Linked DNA regions of Mus musculus: region 1 is linked to region 2. Evidence: chromatin contacts called from public promoter capture Hi-C data. All regions are on one chromosome and are shown on one strand. Each heading gives the region's core, a stretch centred on a gene start, on an enhancer-like site or on the middle of the called end of the contact. The rest is flanking DNA. Distances are from core to core; before and after follow the strand shown.

Evidence for each region. Capture Hi-C pulls out chosen DNA fragments and counts their contacts.
Region 1: a contact with region 2 is called in a promoter capture Hi-C map of liver. The contact joins two enhancer-like sites. A contact is called at or near these places in 3 of 9 other capture datasets (adipose tissue, liver and pancreatic islet).

The regions. Positions count from the first base shown.
Region 1 is chr5:125,319,673-125,327,011 of GRCm38.p6, reverse strand. The region is part of intron 1 of Scarb1 (scavenger receptor class B, member 1); the gene reads left to right. Among named protein-coding and RNA genes, the nearest start is that of Scarb1, 18 kb to the left of the region's middle. Within about 2 kb of position 3,726, at least 7 of the 459 cell types and tissues checked have an H3K27ac peak or open chromatin away from gene starts, as enhancers often do. A contact at or near this core is called in liver, where this site is marked.
Region 2 is chr5:125,049,967-125,057,404 of GRCm38.p6, reverse strand. Ncor2 (nuclear receptor co-repressor 2) reads left to right here. Exons shown (of 47, transcript NM_011424.3): 18 at 1,530-1,672; 19 at 6,347-6,494. Among named protein-coding and RNA genes, the nearest start is that of Rflna, 50 kb to the right of the region's middle. Within about 2 kb of position 4,109, at least 187 of the 459 cell types and tissues checked have an H3K27ac peak or open chromatin away from gene starts, as enhancers often do. A contact at or near this core is called in liver, where this site is marked.

The DNA.
Region 1 (7,339 bases), core at 2,477-4,976, 270 kb before region 2:
AGGGTAGGGGTGCCATATGTGTACTACACATGTGTAGAGGGCAGAGGACAACTTGCAAGAGTCAGTTTTCTTCTTCTACCATTATGCATGGGGTTGAACTCAGGCAGGCTTGGCTGCTGGGGCTTTATTGGCTAAGTCATCTCTCCTGCCCTCATGCTTTTGTTTTTGTTTTTATTTTGTTTCTTGAGACTGGGTTTCTCTGTGTAGCCCTGACTGTCTTAGAACTCAATCAGTAGACCAGGCTGGCCTCGAACTCACAGAGATCTGTCTGCCTCTGCCTCCCAAGTGCTGGAATTAAATGTGTGTGCCATCACCGCCCAGCTTAGCGCCTGTGTTTTATTTTTCTCTTTAAGGACCCAGATCTCAGAGGGAGCTGTGATCTGTTCAAGGCCATAGTTGGTAGCCAGTGTTAGCTGGTCGTGGGCCAGGTTAACTGCCAGGCTGGCCGGGGAAGTGGGGTGCTGGGCTAGGGAAAGATAAGAGATCTCGGTAAGTGAGGGCTAGTCATGTTGTTTTCTGGTGACTTCGGGCAGTCTCCCAGCTCCCTCCCACCTACCTCTTCTTTGCTCTCATCTGACTGTAGGAGTGGGAGGAGGTGTTTTGATAAAGTAGGAGAGATGTCAGGACCCGGTATACCAAAGTTCAAGCTCTATGCGCCTTCTCTGAGGCTCTGAGTGCGCCGTAGGATGCAAACAGCGAGAACCAGCCCAAGCCTCCGCGCCCTTCACTACACTCGGCATCAGGCTCAGATGCAGAGGAGGTAATCTGCTCTGGACGTGTTCTGCAATATAGCTCAGGAGTCGGCTCACGCCCCAGACAGAGCAGCTGTTGGCTCTTACCCAAGACTCTGAGGTACGCCATGTCCTTCTGGAGCAGTATGGGGACTGAAGCTGAGCTTCTGCTAGTGTCTCTTTGTAAGCCGAGCTGGGCTCTCTGGCTACCCACATGTTTGCCGTCTGCCTGGAGGAGAGGTGGGAGGTGAGTGTGTTCCTGGAGGGTCACTGCCAAGGTTGTAAACCCATTGGAAAGTCTCTGGGCTTGAGCCTTGCGGGGGATGGCTCTGCCAATTCCCTGCTGGGTAACCTCGGGCAAGTGCCTTAATTCCTCTGTGCCTTTTCACCGTGTTCTTAATAGTGTCCTGTGTCTGAGGAGATCATACCTGTTAAACACCTAGAATAACAAGCTGCTGAGTATCGCTCAGTATGCTGATGCACACATCCTCGGGGACCTGTCATCAATGCTTGCAACTGACTTCTCTTCTACATCCTGCTCTGAGATGTCACAGGGCATGCTCATGGCACACCCAGCTTTCCCACCAGCCTTAAGAGTGGCTGGGGATGTCTCAAGACTGATTCTGCAGTTGCCCAAGTACCTTGCTGGCTAGCCATGTCCCAGTAAACTCAGCCACCGGCTGTTCTCCCTCCCCACGTCTAGGTTTTTCTTTTAAAAATTATTGTTTTGGAAAAATCGCTGACACAATGGGACAGTGGGTCACATTGGCACTCACCCAAACCTCTTGGCCCTGCAGAGAATGTGCGTAGACCTCTGTTAGAGTCAAGGTCACTTATCCTCCTGCCCACAGCCTGCAGCTACAGGCTGGCCCCTGTGTGTGAGGCCTCTGCCTCCAGCTCTGTCCTTTTTCCATTCAAATCTGTCTTACTTATTTTCTGCCAGGGTAGGAACTGAACCTGGGGTCTCCTGCTTGATGTGCCATATCCCCAGTCCTTTCTCCTTAAAAACCTTTTTACACTTACTTATTTAAAGATTTTTTTTTTAAATTATGTGTCTTTGTGTGGGTATGTGCACATGAGTGCAGGTGCCTGTGGAGGCCACATGAAGGCGCCAGATCCCCTGGAGCAAGAGTTCTAGTGAGCCACCTGACTATAGGGTACTGGAAATGGAACTTAGGGTCTCTGCAATAGCACTCCATGCTTTTAACTGCTAAGCGGTCTCTCTGGCCCTTATTTTTGTTTGTTTGTTTGTTTGTTTGTATAGCGATTAGAGGACATCCCTAGTTTGTCAGTTCCCTTTTCTGTCATGTTGACAGCAAGCACCTTTACTTGCTGAGCCATTTTGAAAGCCCAACTCTTTCCTAATATTATTATTAAAGTTAGTCTCACTAAGTGTCCCAGGCTAGCCTTGGATGTTCAGTCCTCCTGCTTTAGCCTGGGGTGGCAGGCTTGCCCACAGAGTCCATATTTGGTTGTAGCTGTTAAGTTTAGAGGTTTGTCCTGTGTGGATCTCCTTCCTCCTATCAGTGGTACAACCAGGCCTCTCTTGCCACCTGTTCTGCAAGCCTTGTTTCCCAGGAGCTGATGGCCACCTTCTAGGCAGGGCGCCCTGGTTGTGGTTGCTATGTGCTCTTCCCACAGACCCTGCACATAAACTGCCTAGGGTTATCCTGGCTGAGCAGGCAGTGCGAGCAGCGGGGCTTAGAGTTTCTTGCACCAGCTTCTGCTTGAGTTTCCTGGCTTTCCCAGCCCCACCTCCATGTTCGGAGAGGTGTTGATCCCTCTGACGACCAGGCTGAGGCCAGCTCAGGGCTCCCACCCACCCTTGCAGCTGTAGGAGTCCTGGCATGTCAGAGCTGGCCTTCTGGAGTTGGAGGCCCAGGAAGGTGGGACCTGGGGGCTCATCCTGCTCTGCTCCCTACCGCCACCCCAACCCCCATCCTGACCTCTGAGCCCTGCAGAAATTCTAAGCCCTGGCCCTGGTCCCCTCATCTGGCCTCTTAGCCCAGGAGGCTCCCCTGGGCTGAGAGCCCATCTTAGCCAGTGCTCCATTGTAGCTGGGGTCCTGACCTGCGCTGGCCTCGGGATCTCCTTCTCCTGTCTGTTCCCAGCCCTCACTGTGCCTCTTGCGCTTCCTTTCTTATTATTGTGAAATAGTACAAAGTTCTAACAAAGGTCATAATACACATCCGTCAGGTTAAATCAGCCCCAGGTGAAAAGATGGAGCCTCATGGTCCCGAGGCCCTGCTGGAGGGAGCCACCACCCTTGGGTGCTCCTTGCCTTTTGTAGAACCATCCCTATATATCCGACTTGGTCTGGTTTTGAACTTCCTTTAGTGTCTACAAACTCTGACTTTATTGCTGTGGCATTTTGCTTTCGTTGCTTTGTTTGTTTGTTTGTTTGGAGACCAAGCCTGCTCTGTAGCTCAGACTAACCTGGTATCAGTCTTTCTGTCTCAGTCTCTGGCATGCAAGGCCCACAGATGCGCACCGCCAAGCCTGACCACATTTGCATCCTGGCTGTGGCCCGTTTTTTTCAAGTTCATCTATGTAATAGCGTATACCTGTGCCTCCTAACTCTCTGTGACTGGACAATGTTTTGTGTGTGTGTGCGGTTTTTAATGGTATAGATGTCACATTGTGTTTATCTGTCTTTAGCCGGTGGCAGCAGGTAGCTAGTGGCTCTTGTGGGTGTGGGGAGCGTGGTGCTGTGGGGTGTGGACACATGCTCACTTGTCATGTCCTCTCTCTCTCCTTCCCTGTCTCCTCCTGTCAGTGTCTCCCTCTGTGGCTCATCCTCTCTCTGGCTTCGATCTTGAGTACGTTCTTCCATCTGCTTCAGTCCCATCCATCCACATCACTGTGGGTGAGAGCTTACGTTCCGAGGCCTTGGGCTGGGGTCCAGGTGTTGGCTCAGCCTTCTCCCAGCTATGTGACCTAGTGCCATTGGCTCACCTCTCTGCCTTAGGTGACTTGCTTTACCAGGCCATCATCGTGAAAGGCCATCAGCTGTGTGACTTAAGCAACATCCGCTTCCTTTCTGGCTCTTCTGGAGGCTGCATGCCCTTGGCTGCCATGGCTGCTCCTGCTGTCTAGCTTGCAGCCACTGCCTGCCTTTCCCTGTCTCCCTGCTGCTATCCTCAGTATCTCTCTCCTAGCTCTTCTTGCTGTAGACTCCGGTCACACCGCATCAGGGACCATCCTGACTAATTTATTGCCTCCTTTTTTTTTTTTAACCTACTGTGGCCCCATCATGGGCTCTGAATCCAGTACATTCCAATACAGTTTGAGGCATGGGGGTGGGGTAGACAGGTGGGAGTGGTTCGGCACCTGGAACGCTTCAGGCAATGACGCTATGTGGACACCTTGAAATCAGAGTCTCTGTGATTAGTGGCTGGGACCCTTGAAAGACTGGGTCTTGTGGGAATGAAGAGGTGCCCTGGAGTAGCCATGCAGTAAGCAGTTGCTAGGGATGGGGTGGGGTCACACAGCTGCCTTTGAGTCATCCGTGCTTCTATAAGTGACCCCAGTATCATTGCTGCACCCCATCTGATGGGCCAGAATCTCCTCTTAGGTCAGGTGTCACTTTGGGGTGAATAGAAAGAGTCTCAAGGAAAAATCACACAAGAACAGGGGGTTTGCTGGGCAGTGGTGGTGGCGCACGCCTTTAATCCCAGCACTTGGGAGGCAGAGGCAGGTGGATTTCAGAGTTCGAGGCCAGCCTGGTCTACAGAGTGAGTTCCAGGACAGGCAGGGCTATACAGAGAAACCCTGTCTCAAAAAACCACCCCCCCCAAAAAAAACCCAAAAAAAAACCCCAGGGGGTTTTATGTTTATTTTGTTTATGTATTTACTTGTGTGTGTACGTGCACATGTATGTTTGTGTGTGTGTGCATGAGTTTTTGCGTATGCACGAGTGTGTGTGTGTGTGTGTGTGTGTGCATACAGACCTACAGACCCAAAGATGACATCAGGTGTCTTCTTTTTCTGTCATTTTCTGTGGGAATAAAGGTAGATTCTAGTATTCTGGTTACAGTGTCCAGGGAGGTGGTGGCATATCCCAGCACTGGCCAATCACTTAGCCAGGTGTTACCATCTTATCTGGGTTGCCCGTGTGCATATCTGGCTCCTGGCTCCTTGCTGTTGCCTGGTCTCCCTGTTTAATGTCTGTGAGAGCTTGTCTGTTACCATGGTGACAGATGCCCTGGTTTTTCCAACTCTATCAACCATATACAGCATACGCAACACACTTCCTGGGACCTGCCACATTGGGTGGCTTCAGATTGGTCCCTGGGATGTTTGAGTAGGCAGCTGGCTGCCTACTGTTAGCAGGCTGGTTACACAAGTGTCCATTCACCCTCTCAGAGTTCTGTGTGACCAGCCTTCTTGAAGAAGACGACCTGTGGGTGTTTCAGTTTGCATTTCTGAGGTGTGTGTGTGTGTGTGTGTGTGTGTGAGCATACATCTATGAGTGTGTGTATATGTGTAGGTGGGTGCATTTCTGTGTACTTGTGGATACCAGAGTCTAGGTTGGGTGTTCTCCCCCATGATTCTCAAGTTTGCATGTTTGTTTATTCTGAGGCAAGCTCTTATTGTGTAGTGTAGGCTGACCAGGAACTCACTGTGTAGATCAGGCTAGCCTCGGAACTCACTATGTAGATCAGGCTAGCCTCGAACTTACAGAGATGCACCTGCCTTTTCCTCCTAAGTGCTGGGATTAATGGCATGCACCACCACACTTGATCGTAAATTATGTGTGTGTATATAAATTATATATTTATATAAATCTACAAAATGTATACTATATTTATGTTATATATATTTATATATATAAGTAAATGTATATTTGGTGGTGCCGGAGTTTGAGCCCAGAGCTTCGTAGGTGCTAGTTAAGCTCTCTGCCACTCTCCTACCTCCCATGCCAGTTTATTTATTTATTTATTTATTTATTTATTTATTATTTATAGATTTATCTTTAGATTTATTTATTTTATGTAAGTACACTGTAGCTGTCTTCAGACACTCCAGAAGAGGGCGTCAGATCTCATTACGGATGGGTGTGAGCCATGTGGTTGCTGGGATTTGAACTCAGGACCTTCAGAAGGGCAGTCAGTGCTCTTACCTGCTGAGCCACCTCTCCAGCCCTGCCAGTTTATTTTTGACTCAGGGTCTCTCACTGAATCTGGAGCTTGCTGATTGTCTAGACTGTCTGACCATCAAGCTTCAGGAACCCTCCTTTCTCCACTGATCCCAATGCCCAGAGTGCTGTAGTTATAGACCTGTATGTCTGGGTTTGATGACCCACTTGGCTTTTTCATGGGTGCTGGGGCGAGGGTCCGCACTCGGGTCCTCAGCTTGAACGGCTGGTACTTGTGTCTAGAGCCGTCTGTGCAGCCTGCTGAGCCTCGCTGGCTTGTGAGTAAGGCTCTGAGAACTTGAAGGACTTTAACAGGCTAACCTGAGGTTTGGGCTTCACTTCTTCAGAGCATTTGTGTTGCGCTGAGCATGTGGCTCACTTTGTAGCTGCTTGCCTGGCACACACGAGGCCCCGGGGGCAGCCCCCAGGACCCCATGAACTTTATATGATGGTCCCTATCTGTCATCTCAGATTCTGCTTGGCTACTCTAGGGAGTAGGAAGCCAATCTGGGCTAGAGAGACACTGGCCCCCAAAAAGGAATCTGTGATGAAGGTCATGGGGCTCAGGAGTGTCTGCATCTTGCCTGGGATGACAGTTTGATAGAGGCCAGCAGAAACGTCCCGCCAAGGGCTAGAGGCCAAGGACGAGTCTGTCCCATCACCAGAGCTGAAATCAGGGTGTGTTTCTTTCAGTGGTGGTGCCCCAGCCTCCTAGAGAGGCCTGTGTTAGTCACCTAGGTCTAAACTTGTGTCCTTAAGCCGTGGGAACTTCATGGCTAGGCTGGGCGCTTCTAGTGTCTTGAGGGCTCTTGGCTCTCTCCATTCCTGGAGGTGTTCACCGTTCCTCAGTTGACGGCATCAATGCTCCTGTTTCTGTCTCTATCTCTGTCTCAACGTGGCCTCCTTTGTATTTTCCATTTCCTCTTCAAAACTGAGTTATTAGTATTATTTATGTGTATGTGCATATGCCTGCATGAGTTTATGTGCATAGCATGCGTGCTTGGTCCCCATGAAGGCCGGAGGACATCAGAGCCCCTGGACCTGGAGTTACAGATAGTGTGAGCCACCACGTAGCTGCTGGGAACCGAACACCGATGCCTGCATCCATCGAGCCATCTTTCCAGCTCCCCTGCTCTTCTTTGAGACCCAACCTAAGTCCAAACACTTTGACATTCATTCCTATTTTGAGTTAAGAGTCTCACCGTGCAGCCCAGGCAGGCTTTAAATTCACAATCCTCCTGCCTCAGCTTCCCAAGTGCTGAAGTGACAGGCCTGTGCCACTGCGCTGATCTGATATTTTTAACTTGACATCTGGCCAGACCCTATTTCCGATTAAGGTCACACAGGGCACAGTCAAGTATCTTAGGATCACCACCTACATAGATGCATGGCAGAGTACCTTTTGCCCAGACAGCCCCTACTGTGAAAATAAACTACAGGACAAAAATCACCAGTCTGTCCTGATAGCCGG
Region 2 (7,438 bases), core at 2,860-5,359:
CGTCATCCCCCCCACCCTGACAGTTTCTAGCTTTTATAGGCTGAGTTAGTTGGGAGACCCAGCTGTTCTGACTCCCTATTGACCTAACTGAATTTGGAAATGTCTGTTCCCCGGGGTCGGGCCACCCTCCCCTCCCAAGTCTTCATTGCACCCCACCCCCAACAGCTCCAAATGGAGACCTGCCCTGGGGTTCCGGGCCTGCGATCCCTCGGCCTGACGTGTTTGTTGGGCCCTCTTGGACGGCACTCGGGTAATATAAATAAACGCAGCCCCAGCCGCCAGGTTCTGGAAGTGGCAGCTGCTGCTGGCGCGGGTGGAGGGAAAGGTCAGGGGCTGAGTTACACTTGATCCTGAGCCCTGGCCCTCCCTGCCTCCTGTCCTTGAGGAGCCCTGAGAAGCTGCTCTGGAGCCACGTGGCTCTTGTGGTCACTGTAGGCCAGCAGGTGGCCTGGCTATCCCGCACCTCCCCCAAACCATGGCGCGTCCCCCTCCCCCCCAATGCTGCTACTATGGGAAGCTGAGGCTTCAGACCCACTCCTGAGCTGGGTGAGGTGGGTGAGAAACCTTCAAGAATTCCAGTCTTGACCAGGGTGTGGGGGAGGGGCAAGACTGACTCAAAGCCATGTAGACCTAGGGGGTCACTTGCTGGTGTGTTGGGGGTTTTATTGTTTCCTTTGTTTGTAGTGAGCCACCAACTGGGGTTTGAATGAGGGGGTGGTGAGAAGGGGGTGGGCCCCCTCCCCTGCCCTCCCCGCCCCCTGCAATTCGTAGTTACAGCCTCTTGTTCTGCTTTGACTTGTGTTGAAGAACATGATTTGAAGCCTGGTGGTAGGAAATGGGACTTAGCCTTGTCACAAGTGGCTTTGAAGCTCCGCCGAAGCGCCGGCCTCCTAACCTCCATCCCCAGGGGCAGGTTTCTGGCACTGCCATGGGAAAATGGCCAGCTTTGCCTTCAAGGGAGCTGGGGCTCATTGAAGGTTGCTGAGGGTGCACAGCCTTCTAGTATAGCCCAAGGTTTGTAGCCTCAGAGCTTGTGAGCCATGAGGTCTGTGGCCTTGGGGAGGGGTTGAGGGGGGCCTCCGCAGATCTGAAGATTGTCCCACCATGTGGTCTCAAGCTGTGACTTGAGACAGATCCACCCGTGACTGCTAAGTGCCAGGTGGGCCCTGAGTCTGGTGTGGCTCTTGAGGTGTGGGGGGGCCCCAAGCTCACCCTGCTCCCCTCCCCAGCTCGGCCTTGCTCTGACCTGAGCTCTTCCAGGGCTCGTTCCCCTTCACCTATGGTGAGACCGGAAAGCGGGCTTGTTCTCCTGAGGCCTCACTGCAGCTGTGCAGTGTCAGAGCTGGGTCACCACAGCTCCCGCCCAACTGGGGAGGGAAGGATGGGGGGAGGCTGTCTTCTGCCCCCTAGAATCTTAACTGTGGCCTCGCTTGGGGCCATGCCTGTTACTGTTTGTTTCCTGGTCCCTCCCTGGCTGTGCCCCCTTGGCTTTGGACGGTAGTGAACCCTCATCTGCCCTCCACCTGTAGGCCTCCTGGAACATGGGAGGAACTGGTCAGCCATTGCCCGTATGGTGGGCTCCAAGACCGTGTCCCAGTGTAAGAACTTCTACTTCAACTACAAGAAGAGGCAGAACCTGGACGAAATCCTTCAGCAGCACAAGCTAAAGATGGTAAGTCTGGCCAGAACTCGGTGGCCACGTCCACTGGGAACTGGGGCCAGCCAGGCCTCCCACAGCCTCGCTCATGTGGCCCCTGGCTGCCTGGCATCTGCATGGGGAGGGATGGGTGGGCTGGGCCCTGACTCAGCCAGGAATCGGACCTGGAGGTCCTAAGTGAGCAGCTTCGCTTCTGCTTGGCTGCCCTTTTGAACAGTCGGGCTACAGGGACAGGGAATGAGGGTCCCAGAAGACAGAGGCTGGAGGAAGACTTGGGGCCCACACTGACAGCTGTATCTCTAAGCAGGGCCTTTTTTACATCCATGGCCAGGAGGGCCACTGGAGCCACTGCACTGCCTTCCCATGATCCTCCCCAACCCCATCTTAACGTCATCAGCCTGTTAGGGCTGGGGAAACTGAGGACCAGGGAAGCTCTTCAGCCACCTAAGTGGGTGTATGAACTCAGAGCCGAGTAGCTCTACCACCTCTCCAATCTCCCGCCGTGGTCTGAGTGAGGCTTGTGAAGGACACCTTGAGGCCCATCGTTCCCTGGCTTTAAAGTTGTGTGGGTTCCTGTGCAGTGAAAGATGTATTGCTCTTTCCTGAGCCTCGAGGCCCAGTGCAGGGTACACAGCAGCACAGGGTGCGGTAGAGCATGGTCCAGCAGCCAGAGACACAGCATTGCTCCATTAGGGCTCCTCTCAAGACCCATGTGGAATCCAGGGACACCCTTGTTGGCCCACCCTCCTGCCCCAGCTATTTCTTACGGCTCGTGTCCCCCGAACATATGACTGCCCAACTCTCCATGTCTCCAGGGAACTGCTCCCTCTGCTCTCAATGACCCCCGGTGGGACAGTGGACCCAAGGACATAGTCATCTAAAAGGGGCCAGGTCTGAGCTTGTGGTCTGAGCACCATGTGACCTGACCAGCTTCTCCCTACTGAGCCACTTCTTTAGCTAGAAAGTAGGTGGAGGGGACAGTGACACGGACAGGAAGGAGGTGCCCGTGAATGGGAGGCCCTCTGTGGGGCTTCCTGCCTGCTTGCTCTTTGTGATACCCCTGTCACTGATGTCATAGCTACCCATCCCATGTCCTCTAGGTACCTGAAGCCCTTGCGATCACTATGCAGCAATTACCAAGGGGCTGTCTGCTGATAGGTGTAGGGGTGTGTGTGTGTGTGTGTTTGTCTAGGCTGTGCCACTTACAGGCTGTGTGGCTTTTTAGCTAAGAGTCTTATCTGCTCTGTGCCTCAGTTTCTCTGCCTGTGAAATGGGAAGGATAACAGCTCCTCCCAAGTGACAGGGCAGTACTTGAAAAGGGGACACTAGGCAATTCGCCAGCTCCCCACCAGCTAAAGCCAGATGGCAGAGGGCTCAGGGTCTTTGTGGTGTGGTATGTCTATCCCAGGTGATAGATGGATGCAAGCCTGCGTGCATGGAGTCCCTCCAAAGGACATAGGGCTCTGCCCGGTGGGAGTGTGCTCTGGCCCTGTAGCTTGTGCTCAGAGCGCACAGCCTGGCCTCTGGGCCTCAGTTCCCACCTGCTTCAGGAGTGTATGAGGAGCAGGTACCTTCCACTGAGGAAAGTCCAGTGTCTGGCCCAGGTCACAGAGTAGGACAGAGTTTGTGTATAGTGGGCAAAGGCGTGGTTGGAGTGTCTGGAGGAGCTTACTACTTAGTGGGATGTGGGAATCATGGTGAGCTATTGAGCTGAGGTGACTCTGGTCTGAATGGGATGGAGGCAGGCTGCCCAGGAAAGGGGACCCCTGCCCCGTTCTTAGCTTTGTCATTCAGGTGGCTGCCCTGGCGGAGGCCTGTAGAGGAGGTGGGCTGATTCTCTCCCCAGGCAACCTCAAGAGCTGGCTGGCTGGTCCTGAGGATCATGATAAGAGCAGTGAGCAGAGGCGGAGGCCCCTGAAGTACAGAGCGAGTACCGTGTTGTATGAGTGTATGAGCTGGCCTGTGGCAGCCCCTGACCTGGGCTGTCTGTTCTCACCCACTCGGCATCAGGCTGCCACTGTAAAGAGGGTAGGCCAAGCTGCACTAAGGATGCTTGAGCCCGGAGGATCAGGAGTTCAGGGCCAGCCTAGGCTACAGGACCGTGTCTCAAAAAGAAAATGACAAGAACTAAGAGGTTCACTTCTGTTCTCTGAGTCCTGAAGCAGTGGCTAGGGCCTTTGGCTGCTGGCCCGGCCCCGTCTGAAAGCAGGAAGGCATGCCACCCTCAGCCACCCAGAGAACAGGGGAGGCAGGAGGTCAGTGGGTGTCCCTGCCTCTCATCCCAGGCCTGGCCTGCACATGGCTGCTGGAGACTCATCAGAAACCGGGAGCTTGGGCGGAGCCTGCATGTCGCAGGTTATGTAACATTTGGCAGCCTTGTCCTCTCTGAGGTCTCCCTCCCCCTCCGTGTGGCCAAAGGCTGCCCTTCTGTCTGTGTCCTGGCCCTCAGGGCTCGGCCTCCAGGTTGCTCAGTGTGTCATCTGGGCGCTGGCCCTGCCGGCCTTGCTTCCTTCTGCTGTCTTCTCTCTGTGGCTGCTGGGAGACGCTCCAGGCAGGGATGTATTTGAACTCTGGCAGGCGGGCCTCCTTGACTCTGCGCTTTGTGTCTCTGAGTCGTCGGTGTCATCCTCTCTGGTGTTGGCTCATTTATGGAATGACGTGGTTATGGAGTGTGTGGTGACTCTACTCCAGCTGTGGGAGGGAGGCAGTTGGAGCAGGCAGAGGTCCCAGTTGACGAGGAATAAGTCTCGTCAAGATGCTGTAACTCCCGTAACTTCCAGCTTGTGGCCCCAGAGGTGCGGAGACAGAGATGCAGAGAGAGTGAGGGTTTTTGCAGAGCATTGGTTAATCCCCCAGGGAAATCAGAGAGGGCCTCTGGGGAGATGACGTTGAAGGAAGTGAGTGTTCGCTCTCTGGGGGAAGGGTGTTCAGGCAGGGAACAGCCTGTGTAAAGTCCCTGGGGCTGGCGTGGGGCCTGGAGAAGCAGACTTAGACTAGGCAGAGTGGCAGGACTAGTGATCTGGAGCTGATGTCAAGTGTTAGGGGCTGCCTGGAGTGGTGACGGCTGTGTGGCAGGCAGGGTAGCTGTGTGTACGTGTGACTTGACGCCTTGCAGATTGCTGGTGTGCAGTAGGTGCTTAGGAAATGCCATCTGTGATGTGAGTTCATATCTCCAAAACAGCGCTTACACACGCTTACCAGCCCTTTGTCACTGGGGCTATACAGGGCCGGGTGTCCCATAGGCTCTAGAAACACAGGGTGTGCTCTGTCGTCTGTCCATGACTCTGCCAGGCTGATGGGCTCCCGTTTCCTGTGAGTGTCCTTGCAACCTGCTGCCTAGTTCCTGTTGCTAAAGATAGACGAAGGAAGGGGATCCCCAGCCCCATGCCACAGCATCCTCGCACCCGCAGACTGGAGCCTGGGCCTCTTGGGAGGTGCCAAGACCAGACCCTGTGTGGGCGGGGGTGGCAAGTCAAATGTCCACGAGGTCTGTGTATACTTAGAACAAGTCTGTGGCCTAGTATTGGCAATAGAGACAGTGATGGACTGACAGGCATACATCTGCCTTTTGTTCTGTGTCCCAGGATCCTGGGACAATGGACACAGCAAGCCTCAGAGCATGGTCCTGCTATGTTCCCAGGACAGAATGTCACCAGTCAGGTGTAGCAGAGCTATGGTCTGTCACCAGCTTCTGATCTTGGTGGTTTTTTTCTAACCTATGACCCCCGCTGCCATCTTCCCCTGAAAGAGCTGGTCAGTTGCAGCATGTCTCCACCCACCACACCCCTTCCCTCCTGGCCTGTGCTCCGCTCGGACAGCCCTGTGGATGTTGCCAGACCAGCACGGAGGGCATCAGCTGAGATATGAGGGCGCCTGGACCACATTCTGTCCCTCATACTAGATCAGGCTTACCCCAGGCTACATCGTTTCAAGACTAGTGCATGTCCTGACTGCTGCTTTGAATCCCAAGCTTAGGGAAGCCTCGGCTGCTCTGGGCTTCGACCCAGCTCAGTGGAGGATCACGGAAGTCCAGCCAGGGGAGGGTTTTGAATGCTTCTGTGCTGGGAGGGTGATGCTAGGCCCTGAGTGTGGGGAGTAGAGGTGGTTTGAGGGAAAAGCAAGACGACAGTATGGCTCATCCACACCCTAGAGCCTTTGTAAATAGGCGTCTCTCAGCCAGAGCCTTGCCCGGGTGAGAGAGGCTTACCCCATGCTAGATCATTTTTCCCTCTGCACTTAGACAAGGACTCCAGTGTCGATTCCTATAGAATCCTGATCACCCACCCAGCTGACTTGGCCTGTGCCCTTTTTTTTTTCCCCATTTGATCCCACTGTGGTCCCTGGCCAGTCCCCTGAGTCCAAACTTTAGGGTGTGTGTTGCTGGCTTTGGAGGGTAGTGGCCATGTTATATATCCCTGAGTCTGTATCCACAGCCCCTCCACTTGTGCCTAAAGTGTGCACTGTGACACTGTGGCCTGGCCCAGCCTGCACCCAGGGTCCCACTGGGACACACCGTGCTATGAAGCGTCTATGGTAAAAATAGCTCTGGCCTGCATGGCCACTGCCACGGGCTGAGTGGGAAGGCTACCTACCCACACAGCCGTGCAGCCAAACTCACTGCTCTCGCAGCCGGGACCAGGCCTCAGACATAGGGCGTCCCCAGCCGTGACCGCTACTGTCCTGTCCCAGGAGAAGGAGAGGAACGCTCGGAGGAAGAAGAAGAAGACCCCAGCTGCGGCGAGCGAGGAGACAGCCTTCCCACCTGCCGCTGAGGACGAAGAGATGGAAGCATCAGGCGCAAGTGCCAATGAGGAAGAGCTGGCGGAGGAGGCAGAAGGTGAGGTCACTGTTGTCCTGGGAGGTGGGGACGGAGGGGAGGGGGAGTGAACGCGCACGCACAGGCACACGCACACTGTCCTATGTCTCCATCTTCTAGGCATCCCTGCTTTCCTGGGCCAGGCCTAGGGCTGAGCACAGAGGAGCCCTGACTAGACCCCAGGCTTCTGGCCCCAGATCCCCATAGTTCGTTCACCTGCTTTCTCCATAGGCCTGGCATAAGTCGTCTCAGCATCCTCGGCTGGGCCCTAGGCTCTTGGTTGAGGCTCCCAGCCACCCTCATGAGCATGGACATAGACAGCATGGAGGGGAAGTGGTGGAGACAGAGCTGCCCACAGAAGAGGGGAGTGACTGTGAGCCCCAAATCCTGGGGAGGGGGATGGTTACACATCTGCTTAGGAGCAGAGACGGGGCCAGCCGAGGCCTCTCACCACCCGAGAATTCTTGGGGCAGCTAACCTCTCCCACCCAAGAGCAATGGGCTAGAAAGGCTGAGGTCCAGGCTAGGGACCACTTGACCTCAGACTTCCTTGTGTGGTAACAGTCATGGCAGCCATATATGGCCTTGTCTCTGTCACCACAGGCCGAGGAGGTGGCTGAGGAGTGACTGAGGCATGGTGGAGTCATTCCAGGTCCCTAAGACCTAGTTTGGCAGCTTGGTCATAGCCCTCTGCTCTGTGTCTCTTTGGCGTCCAGGGGAAGGGGCCTAGTGATCTTCCTGTTACTTGATGTCTGGGTCTGTAAAGTGCCTACTATGTCCAGGCTCTGTGACCATGCCTGGGGCACATGGGTGCCTGGTGGAATGCCTCAGTGCAGAGCTGGGCCTCCAGCCATTCCTTCCCTGCCCAAATGTAGTGCTTAAGGGTCCAGTCACAGTTGTCACAGTCCCTTCATGTCTCTGAGGGCTTCTGGTATAGACATAACTAACTGACAGCAAGTCGTAGAC